Regions from separate parts of the Mus musculus genome. Here regions 1 and 3 are each linked to region 2. The links are chromatin contacts, called in public Micro-C and promoter capture Hi-C maps. All regions are on one chromosome and are shown on one strand. Each heading gives the region's core, a stretch centred on a gene start, on an enhancer-like site or on the middle of the called end of the contact. The rest is flanking DNA. Distances are from core to core; before and after follow the strand shown.

The links. Promoter capture Hi-C pulls out the DNA fragments that hold promoters and counts their contacts. A called contact is a pair of places that touch in the nucleus more often than the background predicts.
Region 1: a promoter capture Hi-C map of neural stem cells shows a contact between it and region 2. The contact joins the enhancer-like site here to the promoter of Tmem128 in region 2. A contact is called at or near these places in 21 of 39 promoter capture datasets (the 3T3-L1 cell line, the C10 cell line, the HPC-7 cell line and 12 more), 1 of 15 datasets of contacts at CTCF or cohesin (the NIH/3T3 cell line), 3 of 484 Hi-C or Micro-C datasets (CD4 T cells, Th1 cells and nephron progenitors), 5 of 115 datasets of contacts at active chromatin or transcription factors (bone marrow-derived macrophages, embryonic forebrain, embryonic stem cells and 1 more) and 3 of 9 other capture datasets (adipose tissue, embryonic stem cells and liver).
Region 3: a contact with region 2 is called in a Micro-C map of embryonic stem cells, with 2.7 times the contacts expected there. The contact joins the enhancer-like site here to the promoter of Tmem128 in region 2. A contact is called at or near these places in 2 of 39 promoter capture datasets (the 3T3-L1 cell line and embryonic stem cells), 1 of 484 Hi-C or Micro-C datasets (embryonic stem cells) and 1 of 9 other capture datasets (embryonic stem cells).

Annotation. Positions count from the first base shown.
Region 1 is chr5:38,548,488-38,552,301 of GRCm38.p6, reverse strand. Wdr1 (WD repeat domain 1) reads left to right here. Exons shown (of 15, transcript NM_011715.3): 3 at 835-925. Among named protein-coding and RNA genes, the nearest start is that of Gm22249, 3.9 kb to the right of the region's middle. Within about 2 kb of position 2,426, at least 43 of the 459 cell types and tissues checked have an H3K27ac peak or open chromatin away from gene starts, as enhancers often do. A contact at or near this core is called in neural stem cells, where this site is marked.
Region 2 is chr5:38,258,531-38,262,389 of GRCm38.p6, reverse strand. It overlaps Tmem128 (transmembrane protein 128), which reads right to left and starts at 2,205. Exons shown (of 5, transcript NM_025480.4): 1 at 1,898-2,205; 2 at 252-393. The coding sequence starts at 1,988.
Region 3 is chr5:38,750,195-38,754,207 of GRCm38.p6, reverse strand. Clnk (cytokine-dependent hematopoietic cell linker) reads left to right here. Exons shown (of 19, transcript NM_013748.3): 9 at 1,416-1,441; 10 at 2,362-2,381; 11 at 3,789-3,902. Among named protein-coding and RNA genes, the nearest start is that of Gm22779, 52 kb to the right of the region's middle. Within about 2 kb of position 1,272, at least 5 of the 459 cell types and tissues checked have an H3K27ac peak or open chromatin away from gene starts, as enhancers often do. A contact at or near this core is called in embryonic stem cells, where this site is marked.

The DNA of each region.
Region 1 (3,814 bases), core at 1,177-3,676, 290 kb before region 2:
CTGCCTGCTTTCCCAGAGAGGACTGGTGGGAGAAGGCCCACAGCAGGAATCAGGCTAGACAGCCTCATCTTCATTGCTTCAGAAAGCAAGCTTAACTGAGAAGAGACTGAGAAACATCTCTGGCTGTGCTGAGGGGCTGCTGCAGGGATGTGCCGGACTTGTGAGAGAGCATTGGGAATGAGTGATCAGGGATCTGCTTTATAAACTACACATCTGAAACCTCACTGCCAAGGAGTAGAGGTTTCCAGCCCCACTTCTGCCCCTGTGCTTTCCTCAAAGGCCATATATTATGGGAAGTACAAGGAATCTTCCTTTTTTCCCAAGCCCAAGTTTCTGACAGAAGGTCCCCAGCTTCATTCCTGTTCTGCTCCTGAACTTCAGAGCCAGGAACTATCTTGTGACAGACCCAAGGGGGACTTGAGGAGGATTGGCAATGCTCAGGGGGATGGCTAGGGAACTGGACATAATAGACTGTATGAATTCATTGTCAGCTGACTGCTGCCCACATAGGAGAACCACACAGTTCTTTAATTAGATGTTTGTGCGATAGTCCTCAAATATATATGTATGTACACACACACACTCACGCACGCACACACACACGCATATTGAGAGAAGTATAAAAAAATCTAGCAAAAAGTTACCTCAGATTCTGTTACCTTAAGAGGCCAAATGAGCATCAGTGGATGGCCAGGTAGGCATTTTTTAGGACTTTGGCCATGGTTGTCGGATGTTAAACCTCATGTATCCTTGTCCTGGTCTTGGGTTGGGGAGTTAGCCATAGTTGGTGCCTATACATTCCTTCTATTCAGCCTCTACTTTTCTCCCCTGCAGAACCCTGCTATTGCTGATATCTACACAGAACATGCCCATCAAGTGGTAGTAGCCAAGTATGCACCCAGCGGATTCTACATTGCTTCTGGAGGTAACTATGAGTACCATTCCTGGACACGTGTGGCCCTGATGGCACCTGCTTGACCAGAGAATTGGGAATTGGGTGGGGCCTGGTTAAGAGTATGAAGAACAATACTGATTGGCTTTAGTTAAAGTGGCAGGAAAGCATGAGCGGTGGCTATTTTGTGTCAATGTACTGGCTATTCCCTTCCAGCCAACTTTGCCACCAGTGTTGGCATTATTTGTGAGAGTTGGCCTTTATGCCCTCTAGCCTGGGCCCCTGTGTGGCTCAGTAGGTGACTGTGGCAGATGGGACAGACAGACATTTGCATTTGTGGTGGTTCTTAGCTCTAAGAAGTAGAATTTAACCATTTACAGATGAGAAGCAGAGAGGGTAGAGTGACTATGCATCTTGCATCTCATTCATTTATTCACTCGAGTCATTCATTCAGTTTTTCATTCAGATATCCAATACATAATTAATAGCCTGCTTGCTTATCTTTGTTTCTAGGACAGGGAGGGAATTGAGTGAGCAGTGGCTGGGCCTGAGAGCCCAGACTCTTAGCGATGACCAGGATTTTTAAGTGCTGTGGCACCTTTGTCTGCACTGCCCTCACTCCCTCAGGCAGTGTGTCTGATATGGCAGGCTGTAGGTCTGGGAGGGCCCCCAGCCTGTGCCTTACTGCTGATACATTCCTTCCTTACATCCTTGTACCTTTAGTTCATCCTGTGAACGGGGGTTGTAGATAACTCCCTCATGGGTTAAGGATCCAAAGGTGATGTGTGTTTGGTGCTTAGTACAAGGTCTGCTAGGGTTCATCATGGCAGCTATCAGTGAAGCTAGGGTGCACTTAAGAAAAGGGCCCTGCAGAGCCCTTTACTACTAGCATTGTAGTGAAGGGCTGGGCTGGGCTGGGCTGGAGTCCAACACACCCTAGGCACTTACTGGGTTTATGTTTAGATACATTGACTCTGTAAAACTAACTGGGATCCATGATTTGTTGTAACCTTGTAGGTTGGTTTGTTATTTTAGGGTTTTTCCCCCCTTGGCCCTGCTTGCCAACAAAATGTCTCTTCATTTAAGCCTCAGGATTTAGCTGGAATGCCTTTTAAAATTATGTTTAACACTGAGCTGAGTTCTCTGAGAAATCTGTTAAGAGAGGAGGGTTGCTGGTGAGGGCAGCCACTCAGCTTGGCATAGCTCTTGCTTTGCCATCCCTATCTGAGTGCCTGTGGACCTAGACCTGACCTCACTGTTCCCATGGGGCTGTTGGACAAGACAGAAATCCGATGGCCTTCTGATTGAATGCAGACTCTATGGATTCAACAAAGGACAGTCCATGAAAAGGGGACATTGGTATGGTTTTGATGTTCTTTTAACAGCCCTGGTTTGCTGGCAGATTGCAGGAAGCTTGTGGGGGGGATCACATTTCCACATTTCCAGTGTACTTTGAGGAGAGCAGAGTAATTGTTAGGGGTAACAGTGGGACATTTGCTGTGCACATTGCAGGCCCTGAGCTAAAAATAGTGTTTTGTGTTTGAAGGAAGGGAGGGGATGGGAAAGCTTAGGAAAAGCTGTGCTGGCATGGTAGGTCAGCTGCTAACGGGTGTGTCCAAAGACTTGGAGCCTAGTACCCTGAAGCCTATATCTCCCTCCTAGCCAGGGCCTCCGTTGCTTTGCAATCTGTAGATGCTGTCAGTCCAGCTGTCCAGCAGCTGCTAGAGGATCCTAACAATGTGATAGATCTGTCCCTGGAGCCCAAGCCTCTGGGAAGGCCCTCTGATCACATCACAAGACATTTTGGGGGCAGTCTCACTTTTCTTCACTCTGGACAGTGATTTCTAGCAGCCTACAGGATGTAGGAGAGGCCCCAAGTCAGGGTGCCTGATTTGGCGTAATGCCCAGGGCAGGCTTCCTAAAGGGAGCCTCCAGATGAAAACTGGAAGCTGCACGACAGGGCCGAGGTCTCCTTGGGTATGAATAAAAGCCACTCCACTCACGCTTTCCTCCTCCCTCTTCAAGCCCCATGGCGTTTGACTAGGACTCTGTGCTCCTACACCCCATGTGTCAGGTCGAGGGATAATGCAGACTCAGAAGAATGGCCACTCAGTTGGCTCTGTTCTCAGTCCAAGTGTGACCATGAGTTTGCCTAGAAGCCCATCCCTAATGTCACATTGCACTCACTGGGCAGTTTTCTTCCTGGTGCTGTACAAACCAACAGGTCATTGAAAATGGTTCTCAATTATTTGGTCTCTTTGGGTAGCTACTCTGTCTTGAGCACCTAGTGTGGCATGTGACCTCCAACTTGTGTTTGACTATTGGGGGTTTACCCTGATAAGTTGAGGCCTTGTATTAATCTCCAGGCTCCTCCTATCTCTTTCCTGTTTCCTGCTTCTGAAAAGAGTGAACTGAGGCATGAGGAAGAGGCCTGCTGATCTGGTGGCAGAGGTTGTATGTAAATGGCTGGATACCAGTTGAGGGATGGAGGGAGAACTACATGAGGGGTAGCAGCTGGTCCATCAACCCAGGGTTAGAAAGCTGACTCCTACACTGCCTTAGAGGGAGAGACACCTTTCATCCCATCCTTATTGTCTTGCCCAGGGGACAGTGTGGGCCCTGTTAGGGAGGAACCTTGTCATGAGTGCTTGAGTTAGCGTGCATGTATACAGAGGTATGTGTCTGTCATTTTTATTCATGAGTGCATGTACATACATGTGTGTATAGAGTGCCTATGTATATGTAGGCTGCTTCTGAATATTTGGGGGTGGGGGAGGTTGGAGTGGTCACGATGCCCTTTCTGTGTATGCACAGCTCCTCATACTGCTCGCTTCGCACTTTCCTTTCTGGCCTGTGGGTTCAGTGACTAACCAGGTCTCCATTTCTTTCTGGAACACGCCTCAGCACTGCTGTCTTCCTGGA
Region 2 (3,859 bases), core at 956-3,455:
CTCTTAACTGTTTAGTGAATTCAACTGACAAACTATAACACGCAAAACATGAAGCAACTGGGTTTGTTTTTTTTTGTTTGGGTTTTTTTTTTTTTTTTTTTTTGTTCTTTCTTTTTTTCATCTCACTAATATAGGCTGTCCTGGAACTCAATGTGTAGCTTTAAACTCAAGAGATCCACCTGCCTCTGTTTCCCAAGTTCTGGAATTAAGATCATTGTGTCACTATGCCTGGAGAAACAACATTTTCTTACCTATTGGTGTGAAAATTTTCTTTAAAGGTTTTAAAGAAGTCAACATAATAGGTCACAACGATGGATGCCAAAATCCAGAATCCAGAATGAATGTTAAGTCTTGGAAGAGGTCGCTCCTTTTTCTCAACAGCTGTGGGTGTTTCTATAAAATAGGGGAGATTTTGAGTTATGAACTCGCCCAGTTTTTTACACCAGATGAAGTCATCTCCTAGAACTTTCCAGTAACCAGAATCCCTCCCACTAAGGTGGGAGCTCCTTCTGTCAGAGCATCAGGATACGTGTATATATAGGGGCAGAGGCGTCACCCAGTGGTAGAATATATCTTGAGTATGCATGAAGTCTTGAGTTCTATGCCAAGAACCTACCAAACAAATAACAAAAATGGTAGATTTACATTTGCTGAAATAGTTAATAGGTACTCACTAGAAAATATGCTCAATATTACTGGTTATTGCTGAAAAATGAATCTTGGAATCGCATTTCATAATCTTCTAGCTACAGCAATGCCATCCAGAAGTATGGTATAGCACACACTTTATTTCACATTTCCTCTAGGGAAGTAATTAATTATGTTAACTAAGTAAAATGTCAAAAGCAGGGGAATGAGAGGGTTCAGCAGGTAACATGGTTGCTGCACAAACATGAGAACCTGAGTTCATCCCCAGCATCCACAGAGACAGGTGGATCCAGGGGCCAAGGGACATCTAGTCTCAAAAAAAATGTGGAGACCAAAAGAGCAAGATGCGCAATCTCTGGCCTCCAAAAGCACGTGTACCAATTAATGAGTGCGCATACACTAATAAAAGGAAAACGCCAAATACAATAAAATTTATACCAAAATATTTTAAACAGACATCAGCTTTTGGGGTAGCTCCAACATGGAGTAACACACCAGAGCTGTAGCCCCGGAAGACAGCATAGACTGCACAGTTGACAGGCGAGTCACTGCTCTCCCTGCAAACAAAATGAAGGGATTCCGACATGCCATCTCTGTATGAGGACTACTGGTTTCCAAGTGAGGTCTCTAGACTATCAGTCTGTAGAGAGGTTACTACTAACACAAATTCTTGAAGATATTCTCAAAATGCACACAAACTGCCAGTGTTTATTTTGAAAAGCTAACAAATAAAGTTCTTACAATATCCAGGTCAAACAGCTCTAAAATAAAGTGTATCTCATCCTTACCGTTCTCTAGCCTATAGGAAGCTAGCATGATTCGTTCCTATGAAATTGCTTTTTATTCTGTGCATCTACAGGCAAAAACACATAATGGAGTGTAGTTCGTACCCAAATGGTGACATGTCATAAATATTGTTCTGAGATACCTTCTGAAAACGGCCCACAGGGATACAGAAAAGTCTATCTGATGTCCAGGCAGAGATACATCTAATCCAAACTGATTTTTGCTAGCTTTCTGCTGACAGGCAGCTAAGTACATACATCCGTACCGTATTACATTGGGGCAAAGCTGAAGTGGTCGGTTTTGGTTTTAGTTTTAAAGGGGGTTTCCAAGCCGGCATTAAGTCGACTCTCCACGGAATGCGGAAATACGGCTCAGGGGAGGATGGGATGGTTGAAAGACCTGTCAGGACCCTGGACACCGACTCGCGGCCCCACTCTGGGCCCCAGAGTCTGGGGAGCCTCACCCGGCTTGGCCTCGTCCTCGCAGTCCAGCTCTACTTCGGAAGGAAACAGGTAACGCCGCCGTAGCTGCTCCCGAGCCCACGGAGCGTCCATCTTGGCGCCCGCCAGTGCGACGGAAGTGACCGCACGCAGCACTTCCGGCGCCAGGTCCAAGGGCGGAATCTCCGGACGCTCGGAATAAAACTGTATTACCTTGGCGGTTTTAGTGGGCGAAGAAACCGCACTAAATCACCAAGAAGCACTTGAACTTTAAAATACGGATCTCTGGTCTCAGGAGCAGTGGGTCCCTGTATTATTACTATCTATGGAAGCTCTAAAGGACCAAGGTTAGCGTTGCCTCTGGCTGCGCGGTCCTGAGAACATCCAGTTTCCAGCGCCTAAACGTAGAAAATAACCTTCTATCCAAGGCTAAACTTCCAAGCCCCAGTCTCCCGGTTACTCCAGCTCTGTAGGGGTTCCACCGCTAGTCTGGGATGAGTTGTAGGCAGTCCCAGGGACAGCAAAGAACCGCCAGATTAGGGGGAAACGACCTCTGAGATTAAAAGAAATTGCACTCCCCCAACATCCCTGTCAGTTTACCAGAAAGCAGGAAAGTGACAGGGTTCATATTCAGCATTCTGAGCCCCAATAATGAGCTGTTCTTCCTCATTTTTATTTATTTATTTATTTATTTATTTTTGGTTTTTCGAGACAGGGTTTCTCTGTATAGTCCTGGCTGTCCTGGAACTCACTTTGTAGACCAGGCTGGCCTCGAACTCAGAAATCCACCTGCCTCTGCCTCCCGAGTGCTGGGATTAAAGGCGTGAGCCACCATACCCGGCTTGTTTTTCCTCACTTTTAAGGTTGTTCAGAAGTATAACTCTGAGGCAGATGATACTGCCTCAAGGTCCTCAATTTTTCACTTTCATAGCTTGGATGAGTGAAAGAGCATGCAATCTGACTAACTCTGCAGGAAACTCCCTCCCAGATGTGATGACACCTTTTGCCTCCAGAGTCTGCATTCCTCTTATAAACTGCAGCTTTCCCCAGTTTCTGGGAATTCATTTTGGAAGCAATTCCCCCTTGTTCCAATTTGCTGTAAATAAGGTTTTTGTTTGTTTGTTGTTGTTGTTGTTGTTGTTTGTTTTGATTTGTTTTATTTTTCTGTGATCACTACTTTGGTATTCTGTTCATTTTGTCTCTGGTAATACTTACAGGTTGCATGGCTTTGGGCAAGGAAGGAACCCAAGACTATTTGCTTTTCTGCCTAATAGACATTATATCCATCTCTATATCTGGTTTGTTGGGCTTGAGGGAAAACCAATGGTTTAGGGATCCTGTGAGCCCTCTTCTCTCGGCTTGTGAAAAATAGCCCTCTCTGGACTGTGGGAACCAGCCTTCTTTTCCAGCCAATTGTTCCCACCACCCAGTGCCCATAATCTGCATTTCACTGGATCACAACTTATTCTTCTATCAAGAGTCCTATTGTTTATTCTCCTACTCTTTCCCTAGTGAGTCATGAGCTGAGAAAGTTTGTGCTTAACCAGTCAAGCGTGTATTGCACCTGCTATTCACTATGAACTGCCATGCCTGAGGCCGGACAATGGAGACAAGATGAGTAAGAACTGACCCTGCTCTTGAAGTGCTCCTGGTTCAAACCTGACCTCAGATATAGAAGAGAAGACAGTGCTGCTTGAAATGTCGAGGCGTGTTTCATTAATTCGAGCAGAGCAACATTTTCTGACTAGCTACTTAGAGTAAATGCTGAGGACGAGGTAGGGATGTAATGGCGGAGATAATGTCAGTCTGGTGCCATAATGGAAATCTGCCTGTGGGATGTGGGGAGTATGGAAGAGAACTGGTGTGTTCTGCCAGGGGATGTAAGGAAGGCAGAGAGGTGGGCTGAATACAGCATCACATCCCGGCAGGAAAATCTGAGCGCTCTTCCATATGGTGTGGGGGCTGATGAAGAAATAGGAAAGGGG
Region 3 (4,013 bases), core at 23-2,522, 490 kb before region 2:
AAGCCCAGAATTCTAATAGAGACACAGAATAGACACACGTGGCATCAGGAAGGTCTACCATGCTTACTATGAAAGCTTCCTAGAATGAGGAAGGATGCTTTAAGTATGAGCTCCCCATCTAAAGTGACATCACAAGGTGCAGGGCAGTGCCTGCTGTTGGCAAGAACTCATGCTGGCATAGTCATCTGGGCATAGTGTTTCAGTATACAGTATAGTATTTCCTCTAAAACGTAAAATCAGATCCTGCAACCCAAGAATACAACCTGTCGTATCCATCCAAGGCATTGTTAGGATCTTGAAGAGCCATGTCCACTCCATCTCCCTACAGCATTATCCATAAAGCAAACCATGGAAGCAATCTGTCTGTCCTGCCTGGGTAAAAAGACAGTATACATCTATACAATGGAGTTTTACTCAGTCCCACAAGGGAGGGAAGCCTACCATTTGTGACTACATATATGGGTCTGGAGACAATACACTGGGTGAGACAAAGACACAGACAGATGCAATGCTGCACGCAGTCACATAGATAAACGTGAAACTGCATAGCTCATAGTAGCAGGAAGTGCAAGGTGGTTTCCAAGAGTAAGGATGAGGGATAGTGAGAGGGTGATGTTCGTGGGTCCTTAAGAGTCACACCACTCACAGTGATCTGCTTCTGTTTCTCTAGCTTGTGGAATGTTTAATTTCCCCGCATCTTAAATGCTTCATTCTGATAGGGTGGGTGGGAATGCAATAGATCCCTACACTAAAGGGTTCAGCATCATGCCTGGCAACTGATCAGATCCCAATAAGTATCATTAAGAGTGCCGTCAATCTTACTGAATATAGGAGTGGTTTCTATAGAAGCATATGTAAGCATTGAAAGGAAAAGAATTGGCTCACAACCCCCAAGACCAAGTTCTCAGCACTTAGGACATTTATTTGGCCCAAAGGGACAGAGGCCAGGGAATAAGAGACAAAGACAGAAAAAAAGAGGATAAGAAAGAAGCAGAAGGAAACAAGCAAGAGGGAGGAGGGGTATTTGTCACTGGGAGACAGAGGACAGAGAGGAGGCAAATGTGGCACATAGAAAAATAACAGTTTATAAAGGTAAAATGGCAAACACTGTTATGATGTGTTTAATTTTAATTGGGCATGTTAACTGGGTGAGCCAGAGGGGGCTCTGATAGCTAGACCTTGGTAGTCCGCCTCAGGAGGAGGAAGTGAACAGGGAAGGGAAAGCACCCTGGTGGCTAGCTTTAGGAATGTAATCTAATGGGTTTTAGCAAGACAAAGGGAAAGGAGAGAAGGGCAAGACCTGCCAGAGACCAGCTCTCCACCGCGCTTGAGCTGTCCAGAGTCCTTTCCAGAGTATTTGATGACATTTTCCAGTTTTCCACCGGGCTCATGGTCTTCTCTGTCTTATGTTTTAGGATTCAAATACACAAAAATAAACAAGGTAAGTGAAAAATATTAAAATGTACTTGTTACTCTTCAAAGGCGCAGACATACAGACACAGCAAGATGCAGCTTAAATGTCACTGGGAAACCGTGTTCTGGGATTTCAATCATTTTTTCCTTTTCATTGGTAAATCAAAACATTCTGGGGTTGGGGATTTAGCTCAGTGGTAGAGTGCTTGCCTGGCAAGCATAAGTCCTCGCTCCTTCGTCCTCCGTCCTCTGGTCCTAAACAAAAGAATAAGAGGAGGAGGGGAGGAGGAGAAGAAGAAGAAGGAAGAGGAGGAGGAAGAGGAGGAGGAGGGAGAAGAGAAAAGAGAGAAGGGAGAAGGGAGGGGGGAGAGGGGGAAGAAGGAAGTGGGAAGTGGGAAGAAGGAAGGGGGAAGAAGGAAAGGGGAAGAAGGAAGTGGGAAGAAGGAAGGGGGAAGAAAGAAAAGGAGAAAGAAGGGGGAAGAAAGATAAGAAGGGGGAAGAAGAAGGGGGAAGAAAGAAGGGAGAATTTGGGGGAAGAAAGAAGGGAGAAGAAGAAGAAGAAGAAGAAGAAGAAGAAGAAGAAGAAGAAGAAGAAGAAGAAGAAGAGGAGGAGGAGGAGGAGGAGGAGGAGGAGGAGGAGGAGGAGGAGGAGGAGGAGGAGGAGGAGAGGGGAGGGGAAGGGAGGGGAGGGGAGGGGGAGGGGAGGGGAGGGAAGGGGAGGGGAGGGGAGAAGAGAGGAGGAGGAGGGAGGGCAGAGGAGGGGAGGGGAGGGGAGGGGAGAACAGAGGAGGGGAGGGGAGGGGAGGGGAGGGGAGGGGAGGGGAGGGGAGGGGAGGGGAGGGGAGGGGAGGGGAGGGGAGGGGAGGGGAGGGGGAGGAGGAAAATTTTAATCAGTGGTCCTGCCCAAAAAATAGTGAATTTAACTCCTGGTTCTGTTTCCTTTCACAGACTCCTTTGCCACCTCCTCGGTAAGACATTAAAAATCACATTTGTGGGACTGGAGCAATGGTTCAGAGATTAAGAGCACTAGCTACTCTTTCAGAGGAACCAGGTTTGATCCCCAGCACCCACATGGTAGCTCAGTCCCAGGGGCTCTGAGGCCTCCACAGACACAGCACACACGTGACACACTGACAACACACAACCAAAGCACTCATACATATGAAATCGATTTTTATGAATTTAATCATTTTGTTTTGCTGTTAATTTAAATGATTTGTACCAGCTCCTGAAACAGAGAAGCACAGGCATTTGGCCTTGGAAGCTCTGTGAACAAGATCCAGCAAGCCTCCATCCATTCACATCGTCAGACAGTCCTTCCGTGGTCAGCAAAACTCCCTCCATTCATCTTCCTTTCTTAGTACACACATTTGGCGCAAATAACTTCCATTTTTTACATTTGCTTATTTATGGTGGGTAGTGTGCACCTACCACAGTGTGCTTGGGAGGCCAGAGGATAACGTACGGGAGTTGATCCTCTATTTCTACTAGTTGGAGCCTCGGGATAAAACTCAGGTCTTCAGCCTTGACAGCAAGTACCTTTCCCTGCTGAGCCATTTCACCAGCCCAAGACCAAGCTGGCCAAACATGCATCAGGCATATAGTGTTATACAATGTTAGTAAATGCCTAACAGTAACCTAGAACCTTCTGATTACCATGAAGGTACCCATTTCTGTAGAAGTGTCTCTACACTGACTGCTCTTTCTTCCCAGACTCTTCCTCCCTAAATACCAACATGATATGCTCTTCTTTTTTTTCCAAAACCCAGACAGAGCATCTTGCAGGTACACCTAGCTGCCCAGCCTCATGAGATCAGGACAGACAAAGCATCACTTCAGTCCCCACTCTTCCCTTGCATGGGGGTGGAGAGAATCTTGAGCCAAGGACTGTCTTTTTTATTTCCTTTCAAAACATCAGCATCCACCAAACTGCATGAGGAACTTTGTGAATAAGTACATGGATGGCTGGAGAACATGGATGGATAAGGCTTATCTTGACTTGCAAACATCTGCATGATTCCTAGGGGAGTTTTTGAAATGCAGATCATCCAGTGTGGAATAAGCAGGAGAACAGAATCCTCTTTCCCCGGGCTTCCTAAGGTCTAAATGGATGGCATGTTGAAAAGCATATGGCACACTACAGGGTCGCACACACTACAAAGAAAACCAAGCATCAGAGCACACTACTCTGGAAGAGTGAGGATGCTAAGGTTTAAAGATGCCCAAAATGGTCTAGGCTGCAGAAAGCATCCTCCACACCTGAGCTTCAAACCCACAGCAAGGGAGGGGAGAGGGAAGGTCAGAGTGAACTCACTGTCTGAGAAAGGCATGGCTGCAGACCAACTCAATCCTTATCCATGTGACTCTTCCCACAGGCCTGCTATCACTCTCCCCAAGAAGTACCAACCCTTACCCCCAGCACCACCAGAGGAGAGCAGTGCATACTTCGCTCCAAAGCCCACCTTTCCAGAAGTCCAGAGGGGGCCCAGGTGAGACAGATTCGGCGGTAAGACTTTGTCTTACGAGATATATAGTGTTGCTTTATAATAATAAAAAGTTTACTTATCTAAGACTAAGTTTATGCTATTATAGCTGACCTG